Regions from separate parts of the Sus scrofa genome. Here region 2 is linked to region 1. The links are chromatin contacts, called in public HiChIP or PLAC-seq maps. All regions are on one chromosome and are shown on one strand. Each heading gives the region's core, a stretch centred on a gene start, on an enhancer-like site or on the middle of the called end of the contact. The rest is flanking DNA. Distances are from core to core; before and after follow the strand shown. Region 1 holds the start of NDUFAF3 (NADH:ubiquinone oxidoreductase complex assembly factor 3). Region 2 holds the start of APEH (acylaminoacyl-peptide hydrolase).

Evidence for each region. HiChIP or PLAC-seq counts read pairs in DNA pulled down with a chosen protein or histone mark.
Region 2: a contact with region 1 is called in an H3K27ac HiChIP or PLAC-seq map of skeletal muscle. The contact joins the promoter of APEH here to the promoter of NDUFAF3 in region 1. A contact is called at or near these places in 1 of 5 promoter capture datasets (fetal liver) and 1 of 2 datasets of contacts at active chromatin or transcription factors (skeletal muscle).

The regions. Positions count from the first base shown.
Region 1 is chr13:31,654,221-31,661,694 of Sscrofa11.1, forward strand. NDUFAF3 (NADH:ubiquinone oxidoreductase complex assembly factor 3) reads left to right here and starts at 2,721. Exons shown (of 5, transcript NM_001243606.1): 1 at 2,721-2,826; 2 at 2,914-3,106; 3 at 3,274-3,340; 4 at 3,435-3,535; 5 at 3,620-3,867. The coding sequence starts at 2,750. The coding sequence ends at 3,739. DALRD3 (DALR anticodon-binding domain-containing protein 3) reads right to left here and starts at 2,086. Exons shown (of 14, transcript XM_021070653.1): 1 at 1,882-2,086; 2 at 1,096-1,169. The coding sequence starts at 1,150. IMPDH2 (inosine-5'-monophosphate dehydrogenase 2) reads right to left here. Exons shown (of 15, transcript XM_005669533.3): 6 at 7,071-7,158; 7 at 6,798-6,997; 8 at 6,626-6,716; 9 at 6,433-6,528; 10 at 6,090-6,161; 11 at 5,259-5,402; 12 at 5,000-5,144; 13 at 4,762-4,905; 14 at 4,597-4,680; 15 at 4,422-4,493. The coding sequence ends at 4,472. It overlaps MIR425 (microRNA 425), which reads right to left and starts at 853; the gene lies at 774-853. It also overlaps MIR191.
Region 2 is chr13:32,201,930-32,209,403 of Sscrofa11.1, forward strand. APEH (acylaminoacyl-peptide hydrolase) reads left to right here and starts at 3,938. Exons shown (of 22, transcript NM_213923.1): 1 at 3,938-3,958; 2 at 4,034-4,166; 3 at 4,652-4,778; 4 at 5,146-5,239; 5 at 5,339-5,414; 6 at 5,504-5,667; 7 at 5,834-5,971; 8 at 6,066-6,157; 9 at 6,240-6,280; 10 at 6,364-6,485; 11 at 6,956-7,016. The coding sequence starts at 3,947. It overlaps BSN (protein bassoon), which reads left to right. Exons shown (of 12, transcript XM_021068762.1): 12 at 1-1,532.

The DNA.
Region 1 (7,474 bases), core at 1,471-3,970:
CATTTGCACATGATCAAAATGCAGAAGTTCCAAGTGAACTGTCACTGAAATAGGGCAGCTAACATTATGACCTACTGGGAAAAAATCCTCATTTTTAAGAGAATTTATGTTCTGCAACTTAAGGTTATTTGCAAGCATTCCTTTTGAGATGTGAGTTGTCTTTATTCCCAGTAAATCCCAGTCCGCTAGAACTGCTGGTTTTCTCCCCTTGAATTTTGAGGAATTAGAACCACCATGATGGCTTCCAGAACTGCCAGCTTTTCAAGTTTCTCCTTTAACCTAGTATACTTTAACAGGGATCCTCCCACTTCCTGGTTAAGGCAACCAGCCTTTGTGGCTCAACTAAACAATGTGACCATAAGAAGTCCCAGCTTAAGAACAGCTCTTGTCCCTCTACCAGTGATAAACCTCTTTCCTCTGTCCCAGGAAGGCTCCAGAATGTCTCCATTTCTAGTAACTTAAACCCCCTTTTCTCTCTCCTTTTTGTAGCTGCAACCTTGGCATGTGGAAATTCCCAGGCCAGGGACTAAACCCCAACCACAGCAGTAATGACACCAAATCCTTAATCACTGGGCCACCAGGGAAATCCCCCTCTTTCTCTCTTTTTTTTTTACTAGGGATTGAACTTGATGCAGCAGAACATCCATAATCTCTGCCCTGGAGAAGTGAGAGTGCCCAGAACTCAGAAGAGAGAGGATTCTAGGAGCAGGAAAAGCTTGGCAAGGTCCCTTTCTGGGCCAGGGTTGCAAGGCCCTGCAGGGAGGCTCCGAAAGAGCACTGGGCGGACACGACATTCCCGATGGCTACTTGGGTGCCCACTCAACGGGAGTGATCGTGTCATTCCAAAGCACTTTCCATGCCGCAGGTGCACAACCTAGGGTCAGCTGCTAATAGGATTGGGGGCCAGAGGCTGAGCTGGGGTCTTCAGCTACTCTTGGTGCATGAGGACACTTACAGTGGCTTTACCCCAGGAAGTGAAGGGCTATCTTTAGTCAGCTGTGGGCTGGGGTGGCCCTGGGGGACTCACCACCATTGCAGACCACCATTGCAGCCCAATCAGAAGTCCCTGTGTCCTCCCTCCCTTGCCAGTGCTACCTTGGGATCCAAGAGATGGCCACAGCCTGGGCTCCCCGACGTCTACGCCTGTCATTTCCAGCCTGAGGGCGCACCTGAGAGAGGGACAGAAATCAGAGTGGCCCGATAAAGTATGTCTGGGGATCAGGGGCTAGCCCACCGAATCTGGGCCAGAACGCTGCTCAGGCAAGAGAGCAGGGAACGAAATCCAAGTGCAGCTGGAATGCTCTGGAGACAACAGCTGCTTTTGGGATTCCGTTGCCCGCTGTCCAGCCGTGGGGAGTGGGAGGTTGAGAGGGGTAATCTCTTGCCTTGGTGCCAGATCAAACTTCCTACATTCCCAGTCCCAGGAGAGGGAGCCAAGAGAAGGTGGTGAAATCAAGTGCGGTAGGAACGAGCCGCTCGCTCACCTGGGCCCCAAAACAATAGGTGTGGTGGGGACCCCCCCCCCCGGGACTGGGTCCCAATCTGGATTAGATCCACGGGGTAGGATTAATCCTGTTGGTCCCATGCAGTCAGGGCCACTACACTGGCGGTGGCGGGGCGGGCTTCAGGATCAGCCAAGAGGGAAGCGCGCCCGTGGGGCCTCGGAGAGGAAGTAAACCCTCCCCTGGGACACCCCCGCACCCGGGCCCTTTGTCTGGTGACGCTGCCAGTGTCGGGAGTGCGAGAAGCCCAATGAGCCCTCAAGGCAGCGACGGGACCCCCGGAGATCTACTGAGAACGTCCTCGGTTGTTCGAAACCCCCCCGCCAGCCTGGCCCCGCGGGCGGCAGACGCAGCAATGTTTCCCCGGAGGCCACCATACAGTAGGCGCGCCGAGATGTCGGAACCTGCGCGGGCGCCAGCGACTCTGGCACCAGTAGGCCTTCTGATTCGGCTCAAGACGCGGGGGAGGGATTCTCTGGACGCAGAGCGAGGTGAACAAGAATAGGGCGATACTCCGGCCGCTGTATAGTTCAATGTCTGGTCCGTTTCGGCCCGGTCCGACCCAGGAGCAGCAACGACCAGCCTGACGTCGCGTCCTCTTCCGCTTGTTCTAGCCGCAGAGTTGGAGCCATTTTAAGGCGAAACCACTCAGCCACGCCCCCTCGCCCTCCAGAGAAGCCAATCCAAGCGCAACGACGCCTGGTGTGAAACGCCGCGGCGTTGCCAACGGTCGCGCGGGTGAACGGTTGGGAGGGGCTGAACTCGGAGGGCGAGAGGGGGAAACCTGAGCTGCCCGCACCGCCCTCGGAATCCGACTCCGCGAAGCCGGGATTAGAAATTTGGAGGCTGGCACCACGCCCTGGCCAGGTGTGCGGGACTCGAACAGGTGCTAGGCCGCCCCTCCCCGGGTCCCAAGAGCCCGGCTTAATGGCTAAGAGCCGGGGGCCCGGCCGCGGCTGGGGCTCAGACTGTGCTGAGGCCTGTCACGCCACCAGGTGTCCGGCTCCCCCAGAACGGCCTGCGGGGGCCTGGGGCGGGGCGGACGGCAGCTGCAGACACTGGAGCCGCACCGGGAGACCCGCCCTGCTGGGACCTAAGCCCCTGGTCGGCTCCCTCCCGTCTCCAGCCCGGGGCCGGCAGAGCTGCGCGGTGCCCTCCGCGACGCTGGGGGCGCTGTCGTTGCTCCGGGCTGGGTGACGCCACGACCCCGCTGACCCTGCGCCGGTCTCCCTGTGCGCTGATCCGCCATGGCAGCGGTGTTCGTGCTTCGGAGCTTGTATCGAGCGCGACACATCCTTCGCTGGCCGCTCGCGCAGCTGTCCTGGTGAGGCCGGACCCACCGTCCCTGACCACCTGCCCCCCACAGCCAGCGACTCCCAGCCCCTTAGACCCCGACCATACCCCTCCGCAGGGCCCCAGGGCGTGGGCATCGGCTCACGCCGACGGATGATGAGCTGTATCAGCGGACGCGAATATCTCTGCTGCAGCGCGAGTCCCCGCAGGCGATGTACATCGACAGCTACAGCAGCCGCGGCTTCGTGGTCAATGGAAATCGCGTGCTTGGGCCCTGCGCGCTGCTTCCGCACTCGGTGGTGCAGTGGAACGTGAGCCCTTCCCTGCAATAAGGAAACCCGAGGACCAGAGTCAGGCCTGCCTTCCTGACTCCGTCCTTGGCAAACTTGGCTTTTCTTTTGCCCCGCTTTGGAGCAGGTAGAGGGTCGGTGGGGAAACCTCCATAGACTTGTAATTAACTTGTCTCCTTCCCACACAGGTAGGTTCCCACCAGGACATCACCGAAGGAAGCTTCTCTCTCTTTTGGATGCTGGAGCCCCGAATAGGTACTGGAGGAAGGGAAGGCTGAGGTGATGAGCCCCGGAAACCCACCCTCTCGATAGACCTCGTTGCAGCCTTGCTATGCTCATCTTTCCCTAGAGATTGTTGTGGTGGGCACTGGAGACCGGACTGAGCGGCTGCAGCCCCAGGTGCTGCGAGCCATGAGGCAGCGGGGCATCGCTGTGGAAGTGCAGGACACAGTATGTCTGGTACTCGGGAATGCTGAGGCGAGCCCAGGCCTGGCCTTGGCCCTAGCCCAGCTGATGCTGGCTTTCTCTTTGCAGCCCAATGCCTGTGCCACTTTCAACTTCCTGTGTCATGAAGGCCGGGTGACAGGAGCTGCTCTCATTCCCCCACCTGGAGGGGCTGCTCTCACATCTTTGGCCCAAGTCTCAAAAAAATGAACCACCAGGAACCTTGCCACCCTTTGCTGAGTGCAGGGGTTTCCAGTTTTTACTAGCTCCTCCCCTTTGGCACTGTAACAACTTGTCTTTCTAGCCAGCAAATTAATAATTTAATCTACTTCTCACAATTTTGTACTAGGTGTATTGCTGGACAGGAGCTGCTGGCTCCGTGGGTTCATGGAGGGGGTTGTGAAAAAATCAAGGGGATACTCAAGAGGCGAGGAAGCTGTATAGGTGTCTGTTATAAACTGTACATCTCTTTGCTCACATGCAGATTTGAGGGGACTTCAGTGCTTTCTCCACAAGGCCCTTTAGAGATTCAAGTTAGAGAACATGTATGTGGGGTCTCAGCCTGATCCCCTGTGGCCAAGCTTTGGGCTAGCAGGAGGCCCTGTGGATGCCAGTCTATAGCCTCATGGCCTGTTCTGTGACCCTTTCTTAGCAGCTACAGTCAGAGTCACAGTTTGAGACCAAACCCTTGGGAGCCAGAACTGGTCTGAGCTGCCAGAGAAGGGACTTTCTGAATCTAGCACTACCACCTACGTCCAGGTGCTCACAGCACCCTCATCTCAGGGCTTGAGGTTTTCCCTGGAAATGACGGTACTGTGTTGGTGTGTATCTGTGATGGTGGCAGCTGCAGAGCACTACCTGCTTGTTGTTGACCTCAAAGATCAGGCATCACTTTTTTTCAAACTTTTATTGAAAAACCAAGGAGGTGTGCTGTATCCCTTTTCAGAAAAGACGCTTCTCATACCTGTTGGCAGAAGGACCAGCTGTGAGGGTGAGGGCAGGAAGACCGAGGCATGGGAGACACCTCAACCCCAAGGACAGAGGAATGGAAAGGGTTGGTCACTTACGAATGAAGGCTGTGGACGCCACCTTCAACCTGAGCTGAAGATGTTCTCTTTTCAAACTTGAGCTCCCCAGAATACATCATGGCTCTGAACAGGGGTGGTGGTCAGATGTGGGGAGCTGGCCCTCGTCCAGCCCCTCTAGTCGATGGCCCTGCTCCCTAAACTTACCGGACTTGGGTTAAACTCTTAGCACCAATGTCCTGGCAGGAGTGCTGGATGCCGGCAATCAAGTATGGAACAAATTTGTGGATGGATCCTTTGTCCTGCACAGCCCCAGACACCCCCTGGGCCACCTTGATTTTGTCAGCTTCACTGCAAGAAGAGGCAAGAAACACAGACAGGGTCAGAGCCTTGATGATACTGCCAATGTAGAGTTAGCATACAGTAAATGGCTTGCCTGTCCCACCTGAAATATCGGTTCTGGCTGCTGAGATGCTTGTCCATGGCATCAAGAGAACCCATGCCACGATATTTCTTTAGTCGGATCCCATCAGAGAAGAAGTACTCGCCAGGGGCCTCAGTGGTAGCAGCCAAGAGGGAGCCCATCATAACTATGGACAGGAGGAGGGAGGGAGCCCATCATAATTGTGGATAGGAGTGCTGTGGGAAGACCCTGACTGCATTAGGAAAGCAGTCCCACCAGGCTTCCTGGGTGTAAGCCTCACCTGTGGAGGCCCCAAGGGCCAAAGCTTTGGCAATATGGCCCACATTTTGAATTCCTCCGTCAGCGATGACAGGAACACCAAATCGCCGTGCATATTCTGACACCTTGTACACTGCTGTTGCTTGGGGACGCCCACACGCCAGCACTGTTGAGACATGGAGGAAGAAGTGTGGGGGGGATGGGGTTAGTTGGGTGCTGGGGGTGGGGGGGGGAGAACAAGCAAGAAGCTCTGTGGCCACAATCGGCACCCAGGAGCTCTCGCTACACTTGCACCAGGACTGCAGCCTGGCTGAGGAAGTCTTGTCTGGGATGGCTACTGTCCCAGCTGCCATGAACAGTACAAATAGCTGTGATGGAACTTCACTCACCCTTCGCGTGTGCGCGTGCATGTATGCATGGCCCAGGGCAGCCTCAGGCACATGCAGTCAGCAGCTGTGAAAGCCCCTCCCAATTGGCATCAGGTCGGGTAGGGGTCACGGTGCAGTTAGTACCCAGAGGCCCACCCTTTGCTCCCTGCATTGTGGGCAGCTCAGGCAAGATCAGGGGCAGTGATGGTGTGGAAGGAAGAGTGGATCCCATAGCTGGTTCTTAACCTGTGACTACTGCAAGAGACATGGGCAGGGCAGGGCCTACCTGGAGGAGGTCCTGCCCTACAAGCATCCCAGGAAGAGATGGGAGCTGTGTTCTTGAGCAGTTCCCAAAACCATGGTCTGTCATTCAGTTTGCCCTGCCCACCCATCAGCACCACAAACCCCGGGAGCTACAGCTACAGTCAACCAAGCAGCCGGGCAGTGGGCAGCTGGGCTGGGCCAGTGGGCCGGGCCAGACTTACTATAGCAGCCCGTGACAGTAGAAGGGCATTTGGGGCTGTGGGACTTTATGTCTGGAGGGATCTTGGGAGCCGCTAAATAAAACAAACAGACCAGAGTTTAGAGAGGGTGCGGAGCAGGAGCTGGGAGGCCAGGCTAGGCAGGGGGGAAGTGGCAGGTGAAGAATGACAAGAGCTCGTCTTGCTTCCAGCATGTTACTCATCCAAGGAGCCTGTTTGGCCCTGGGGCTGCCCCTATTGGAGGACTCAGTGTAGTTCCTGTAAGAGCACTTGGCTCCAGGGCATGTGGGGCTAAGGTCCTTGATAAAGCCAGGTCTCTGAGGGTCCTGCCAAAGCATCTTCTTACCTTCTTGAGTGATGCAGATGGAGCCACTGCCCATTCCCACCCTCAGGGCATCTACACCAGCATCAATGAGGTTCTTGGCCTGAGCAGCGGTGACCACTGAAGTAGGGAACAGTGAAAGGCTCACATGAAGTTATAGGCGGGAATGTAGTTCCCCTTCTTGCCCCACATCCTTCAGTGCCCAATCCTTTCTCACCATTGCCTCCAATGACTTGGAGACTGGGATATTTCTCTTTGATGTACTTGATCATGTTGATCTGGAAGATGGAATTTCCCTGGGAAGAGTCCTGGGACAGGAAGGAAGGCTGAGTAATACTATGGTATGGCAGCTATTCCTACCGCCCCACCCTGCCTGTGCAGCAGCTCACCAAAACCACTACATCCACACCAGCCTGGGCTAGCAAGTCTAGCCGATACTTGTCATCCTCATGAGTGCCAATAGCTGCTCCACACAGCAGCTGCTTCTTGGCATCTTTGGAGGCCAGCGGGTAATCTCGATTTTTCTTCAGGTCTGTCCGGGCAATGATGGCCACCAGCTCATCATCTTCATTTACAATAGGTAACTTTCCTGGGGGCAGGACAGGACATGAATCAGTACCATGGTTTTTGGCTACAGAACCCCTTCTACCTCTAGGACTTACCCTTCTTGCTGCGCTGCAGAATTTCATTTGCTTCCTTCAATGTGATGCCTGCAGGTGCTACCACCAAGTCTTCCCTCTTTGTCATGATCTAGGAGAGAAGGAAGCAGTGAGGACCTCCCAAGAGACCCTGCCCTAACTCAGGGGTGAGGTTCCAAAGACACAGGTATATCCAGACCACCCTCCTTAAGTACACCCAACTGCCTGCAGCATCTAGTGGCAAGAGCGAATGCTGAATACAAAGAGCACCAGATATATGGAGCAGCTTATTACATTGCAGAGAAAGCCACAATAAAGCAAGGACGACAGGCTAAAGCTGGTCCTTGAGCACTGCCCCCACTCTGGATGTGGCAAAAAGCAGGGGTATGCTGGCAAATATTTGGGCAGATTGAAAGCCTCTGGTATGC
Region 2 (7,474 bases), core at 2,688-5,187, 550 kb after region 1:
AGAGAGGGATCCTAGCCCAGCTCTGGCAGCTGTGGATGAGATAGGAAGCTATAAACCCCTGTGTTGGGCCCCAGGCCCTGCCCTTCTGGATTTGGGCTTTACCCATCTAGTGGAACACTTGCCTCATCCCAGAAATCAGGCCTGGGCCGTATGAGGCCATCTGTGCAAGGGCTGGGGGAGGCCACCATCCAACACCTCTGACCACCTGGGCCAGATCTTTGTGGGGATTATGCCTGGTGGCTGGATACATGAGCAACTAAGGCAGTGATCCTTCCTACAGAAGGCCAAGGAATGGGACCAGGAGCAGGGAACAGGCAGGAAGATGACAGCAGGTCAGCCTCCATCAAGCCTAGTTTCAGGCTCTCAAAAGTTGGCTTTTCAGCTAATCTCCTTTCTGGCCAAGTTCTCTTGAAATTTCTGACATCTGCCACTCCCCACCTCCTAACATACCCACAGAACACATCTGTACCCATCACCCCTTGTGAAGGTGGCTGGAGCAGGCCTCTGGGCCACAGGTGTCCTGGCCCTTGTGTAGTTACAGCTATGGCTCTGGGGGCCAGAGGCTGAGAGACCAGCAGTGGTGCCTTGGGCACTGGGGAGCACCGAACACATCTCCACATGGGCAAGGGGGCTTCTAGGATACAGTCGAGGCCTTCTCTACAGCCCCCCTCCTCCAGTGTCATGAGCAAGGGCACTACCTCTTCTGTCTTCTTTGGGGCCCAGTGCATTTATAGTGACATCCCTGCTTCCCACCATCCACTTAGTCCTTAGGAAGAGAGTGTGGTCTCAGGGCCAATGATAAAGAGGGCAGCAGTGGCAGCAACTATGACCTGTCTTCTGTAGCCTGTGGGGAGTTTCCCAAGGCAGATCCTTTGCCATGGCAGCATGGTCCTGGCCTGTTGGCCCCTTGGCCTCATACCCCTTCCCCCATTCTGTAAATACTTATCATCGTATACTCCAACAGGGTCAGAGGGACAGCCTTGATCAACTGAAAGGCCTCAGAGATAACATTTCTGTCTCCCTGGGTACCAGCAGCTCTGCTGCCAATGTGCACTGGGGTGAACTGGAGAGCCATGGAAGTTGTGAGATAATTTTGTGTGTATGCATGTGAACAAGTGTGTGAGTGTGTATGTATGAGCGTGTCTGCCTCATTCAGCCTCTGGGATCAAATCAGCTCCTTCTCTCTAAGTGCAGTGCCCTGGAGAGTGGTGGCCGCCCAACGCCTTTCCTCTGCTAGCTTCCATGTCTTGTTTTTGCTTTCCCCTCACTCCTTCCCTGCCTCCCTTCTTTCCTCTCTCCCTTTCTTTCCTTCCCTCCTTCTTTATTTGAGGGGGGAAGAGTGCTGTACAAAGTCAAACAAACAAGTTTACAGTTGTAAGTGCAATGACCCAAGTCCTCCACATGACCTTGTGAATTGTGTGCCGTCCTCCTGTGCTCTGTGAGAACTCGTGGTACTTCAGTGTCCCTCCCCCTGTATTGTGACAAGGTAATTCTGTGGTATCAGAATAAAAGGACTTGATATAAACAACCTACATACTGTCTCTGGGATGGTTTCTGAAACAGGAGGGTGTAGCCAGAGGAACAGAGCCTGTCTGTTCACAGTTAAAGGGAAAAGAGTAAAAAGGCGAAGATGCAGACGGGCTGGCAAGGCTAGGGCTGAGTTCACACCAATCTGTCCAAAAACAATGGGCCCCTCCACAAAGGCGCCCCAGGGCAAGTTTAATGTTTGGGCCTGGAGGGAGCAGTTAGCTTACTGAGCAGACTGTCGCGGGAAGGTGCCTGCACAGCTTGCGTGTGTCTAGGCTGCACAAGCAGCTTTCCCAGGCCTGGTTCCCAGGAGGCAAATGAGCATGTGCTGCCCTCTGGTGCTGCCAACAAGCCCTACACCTTGAGGCACTGCCTTGTATCCACTCCAGTCCCCAAACTCTTGATGGCTGCTAATCTTAGTCCTTCCACAGAACAGAAATGGGTCCTCACCAAAGTTACCCAGAGTTGCTTGAAATTTTTAAAAACACAGATAAATGAAAAGAAGCCTCATCTCTGGCCTTCCTCCAGGTTAGTATCTTGATGTTTATCCTTCCTTCCTGTTTGTGTTTCTCTTGTTTTAAACAAAAGTCGGAAAGTTGGGCTTCCCTTTGTGGCTCAGCGGTTGACAAACCCAACTAGTATCCATGAGGACGTGGGTTTGATAACTGGCCTCGCTCAGTGGGTTAAGGACCTGGCTTTGCCGTGAGCTGTGGTGTAGATTGCGGACGCAGCTCAGATCTGGCATTGCTATGCCTGTGTCGCAGGCCAGCAGCTGTAGCTCCAGTTGGACCCCTAGCCTAGGAACCTTCATATGCTGTGGGTGCAACCCTAAAAAGACCCCCCCCAAAAAAGAGGAAAAGTAGTACAACATCTTTTGTTTATCTCTAACCATTCATTCCAGATATTTAAATGTTCATCCTCCAGTGCCTGGGCTCCAGAGGGCTGCACCGTGAATTTACAGCCAGTCTACTGCACATGTTCTCAAGGACAGGCACCGTGTTCCCAGTTTTCCTGTTATAAACAACAACTGTAATGAACATCCTAATTTCCAACTTTCCACCCAGGTTGGTGGCTGGGGCAACTCTATCTGCTCCCAGTTCTGGCCTTAACAGTCCTGCACACACTGGATGCTCACAAATGCAGGTGGCCCCAGAAAGTGGAAACTGTTTTTACTTAACTAGCCCGACGTGGTTGATGGGGAAGGGGAAGCTGCAGGCCAATCTCAGTCAAAAGCAAAGCAGGGCGCAGGGAGCCAGGCCCCTGAGGTGTGGAAGACCATCCAGGTGCAAGGTATATGGAAGAGGGGACATCGCTGCTGGCCTGACAGCTGGCCAGCCTCTCCTGCCCTCTTGAGCCATCATAAGCCCAGCCCAGTACTGCTGTCCTGAGGGAACCTGCCTGTCCAGGTTTTTCTTTCCACAGGAAGTGCTCTGGTTCTGGGTGGAGCCTGACCCCACCAGGCCCTTTGCACTCAAGAGCTTGGCCTGAGGCCTGGGAAGGCAGACAGAGGCCCACCAGTTCATGATCCCCAGCAAAGTGCCACTGAGCGGGTGGGTGAGGGCTGCAGGAGCAGATAGCTTAAGAGGTAGGCGCGGTGGCTGATAAAACCAGGCAACACCCTGCGAATTTGGCACCCGCCTTTCGTTGCCCAACACCCTAGAACTCTGCGAGCTATGTCAGGAGCGCACCTCTGTCCTTTCTCATTGGCCTGGGAGCCCCTCCAGAGCAGGGCCTGGCACCTCCTGGTGAATGTCTGCCTTCTAATGGACCAGGAGGACCCAACAGTCAGTTCCTGGCTGCGGGAGATCCCTGCTGGAGATAGCTTCGATCTGGCTTCAGCTCAGGCCCCATTCCTCACCTCTCCTTTTCTGGACTTCACCCGGGCTAGGCTCAGCCCCGCCCGGCCGCACCGCCTCTCTGCAGAGCCTTCGGTCCTCCGCCGCCCTCTCAGTCCCCGCCCCCCGAATGCTTAGGGCTCACCCCCGTCAGGCCTCACCCCCCACCTCCCTTGGGCCCTGTCTTTCCTCACAGACCTCGCCCCTCCCCAAAGATATGCGCCTTTATTCCGTTTCCACAGCACCATCCCCTCTCCTCACCAAGTAACTGGCCGGGGCTTGGCCCACACAGCCCGCCTCTCACCAGCCTGGCCTGCCGGGAAAGGACCGCTCCTTTCCCCAAGGTTCCCGCCCCTCCCATCCAGGACTCCTGCAGCCGCGGTTCCCACTTCTGCCCCACAGGCCCCACCTCCTTACCATCTAGGCCCCGCCCCTCGGGTAACGGTTCCGGCCCATTCGTAGAAGGTTCCGCCCCTCTCAAGGCAAGGTCCGGGTGGCAGGGCTGGGCCGCTGCGGGCTCCGCCCCCTGAGCTCACTTCCGGGCGCCAGCACTGACTGCCTAGCCCCGGCGCCCCAGAGCAACCATGGAGCGGCAGGTGAGGGATCGGCCCGCGGTTCCTGTGGTCTTTGCAACCCGGGCTGTGCCTGACCCTGCTGTGTCCCCTGCGCAGGTGCTGCTGAGCGAGCCCGAAGAGGCGGCGGCGCTGTACCGGGGCCTTAGCCGCCAGCCCGCGCTGAGCGCCGCCTGCCTGGGCCCAGAGGTCACCACGCAGTACGGGGGTCGCTACCGGACTGTGCACACTGGTGTGTGTATGGCGGGGAATCGGTGGCGGGCCTATTCCGGGGCCGTGCACTCGGGTGGAGAGGAGGGGGATGTGCAGGGCTCGCTGCCTGACAGTGCTCACGAGTTTGTGGAAGACCGGGCTTGGAGGGTGTGGGTGTGGAAGGGTGCATCCCCCAGCCGTGCACACAGGTGTATAGGGGGTGTTCTGGAATGTTGCCCATGAGTGCAGAGTGTGGGTCTTGTAGGGGTCACCCACCCCCATCATCCCATACTGTACCCCCCCTCAAGGTCCTAGGGCGGATGCCAGGAGCGGTAGTGGTTTCTCTCCAAGATGTCAGCTCAGGCTCCGGTGACCTAAACTTGAGTTGTAGCCAAGTGTTGCCCATCCTGCCCCCAGAATATCTGGAGTCAGATTGGGGAGGTGGGCTGGACCTTCCTCTGGGCGGGGTAGGGGAGCCTGTGCTGGGACTGGCCAAATTGAGCAGTCTCATGCCTCTCCTCGCAGAGTGGACCCAGAGGGACCTGGAACGCATGGAGAACATCCGATTCTGCCGCCAGTACCTGGTGTTCCATGATGGGGACTCAGTGGTGTTTGCAGGGCCTGCAGGCAACAGTGTGGAGACCCGGGGGGAGTAAGTTTGAGGAAGGAAGCTTGTGGGCAAGGCCACAGCCATCTGCAAGCCTTTTATGAATACCCACCGTGTGCCTTGGTGTGGGGAGGGCCCAGAAAGGAAGCCAGGAGCTTGTTTTTTGCCACTAGGAGCTCTAGAGACATGGTCATAAGCACTGGAGACTTGCTTCTGACGGGCCAGGACCGGAGCCCCTGCTCCAGGGAGGGGAGGCAAGGCATCTGCCATGGTAGGACTAGAAGGGCTGCAGGGACGCATGTGGGCCACAGCCTCAAGAATCTTGTCTAAGAGGTTACAGCCAGTAAGGGGATAGGATGGGCTATCACTGGGTGGGAGGTAGTCCTGATGCGTTATCCTGTGTCCTCCTCAGGCTGCTGAGCAGAGAGTCTCCTTCAGGCACCATGAAAGCCGTGCTGCGCAAGGCTGGAGGCACGGGCACTGCGGAGGAGAAGCAGTTTTTGGAGGTAAGTCTGTGTGGGACCGGGTGGTAGGCAGCTGGGGGCTCAGATCCACAGATAAAGCTCTGCTGGAGGACAGACAACCTGACTCCCAGCTGTCCTCAGGTCTGGGAGAAGAACCGGAAGCTCAAGAGCTTCAACCTGTCAGCGCTGGAGAAACATGGGCCGGTTTATGAGGACGGTGAGGCAGCTGGCTGGTGAGCAGGCAGGGTAGACAGGAGGGGCAGCCATAGCCCAGGGCTCCCCCTGATCTGCCTTTCTTGCACCCAGACTGCTTTGGCTGCTTGTCCTGGTCGCACTCGGAGACACACTTATTATATGTGGCAGAGAAGAAGCGCCCCAAGGCTGAGTCGTTCTTTCAGACCAAAGCCCTGGACGTCACTGGCAGCGATGATGAGATGGCCAGGACAAAGAAGCCAGACCAGGCCATTAAGGTGCTCATGGTCATGGCCAGTCCATGAAGGTTCTTCAGGGCAGCCCTGGGGCCCAGTATGTTCTCCACCTACACTGTGCCTATCAGAACTGGGGAGGCACTGTCTCGTAGGGGACAGGGCAGGCTCGTGCGAGACAGGCTAGGCCCTGAGTGTCTTGTGTTCTCAGGGGGATCAGTTTTTGTTTTACGAAGATTGGGGAGAAAACATGGTTTCCAAAAGTACTCCTGTGCTCTGCGTGCTGGATATTGAGAGCGGCAACATCTCTGTGCTTGAGGGGGTTCCTGAGAGTGTGTCCCCTGGACAGGTCAGTGGCGACTCAGCCTACGTCATTCCTGGAGTCTGAGGGTCCTGCCTGAGTTACTCCCCTGGTTTACCCCTGCCCCCGGTCTTGTTTACAGGCATTCTGGGCCCCTGGAGACACAGGTGTGGTGTTCGTGGGCTGGTGGCATGAGCCCTTCCGGCTGGGCATTCGCTTCTGTACCAATCGAAGGTGAGGACAATGGAAGGGGCAGGGCAGGGGGCTTTGCAGCTCAGACTGTCCATGAAGCTGAGTGTCTCTCTGGTGGTTCCAGGTCAGCCCTGTACTATGTAGACCTCACTGGGGGGAAGTGTGGTAAGTGGCACCTACCTCTGCTTTCCTCTGAGACACACTGGCCTTGGCAGCCTGCATGGTACTCACGTTTCTGTCTGGTCCAGAGCTCCTCTCAGATGAGTCTGTGGCTGTCACATCTCCCCGGCTAAGTCCAGATCAATGTCGCATCGTCTACCTGCGGTTCCCATCTCTGGTCCCCCATCAACAGTGTGGCCAGTTGTGCCTGGTGAGCTGGGGGAGGGATGGGGGTGGAGGGAGGTCAACAAGAGGAGGGGATGGTAGATGAGAGCTGAAGGCACAGCTTCGTTTCCCCTTGGGCCCCTCAGTGCACCTCCTGTCCCAGGTGCAGTGATGGTGTGGGCCTGGAGGCTTAGAGTGCTGGCCTGGGGGGTGCTCTGCACAATCAAAAGTCACCACCTTGAGAGCATTCTCTGTCTACAGGAACACTCCTCCCTTTGCGTCTCATCTGCAAGGGACTGGGAATCATGGGCAGTTATAGCATCTCAGTCCTTGCCCGAGAAGGGCTTTGGGCCCCCACTGAAAGTTAGAGGCACCCCCAGACATCTAGTCCAGGTTACCAGAAAGGAGATACATTAGCCTTCTCTCAGGTCTTCCCCTCCCTTCCGTGAGGCTACCCAGGGCTATCAGAGAAGATCTCTGTGGCCTGGTGGGCCTGACCATCGTGTTCCCTTGCAGTATGACTGGTATACCAGGGTCACCTCGGTGGTGGTGGACATTGTGCCTCGGCAGCTGGGAGGTACGGGGTGTGTGTGTGTGTGGCTGGGTGGGTTGCCTGCAGCTCTGTTTTCCTGCCATCTGTTATCCCTGTTCAGGGCCAGCCTCCTCAGCTCTTCCTCCCTGGGTTCCTTCTGAAGTCTCCCTTCCCTGCTGGGCCAGCCCCAGATTCCACCTTCACAGGGAGTGGGACTGTCACCACAGGGGATGGTTTTGATAGAAGGAAGTCAACTGGACCAAAGCCGAGATCAGAGTGGCCCAAGCTGGCTGAGGATTTAGATTGTTTCATTTATGCTGCAGCCCATAGATTTTTCTTCTTTTTCCAGTGGCTGGTTAGAGCCACTGCTCCTTCAAAGGGTCTCAGAAAGTGCACTAGGCTGGTAGGTCCTCGCCCAGGGGCGCTCATTCTCCCGCTCCTAACACCCGCCCCAGCATTTGTCCACTCCAAACCCTTGAGGCAGCAGGGTCTCTAGGAGGGTG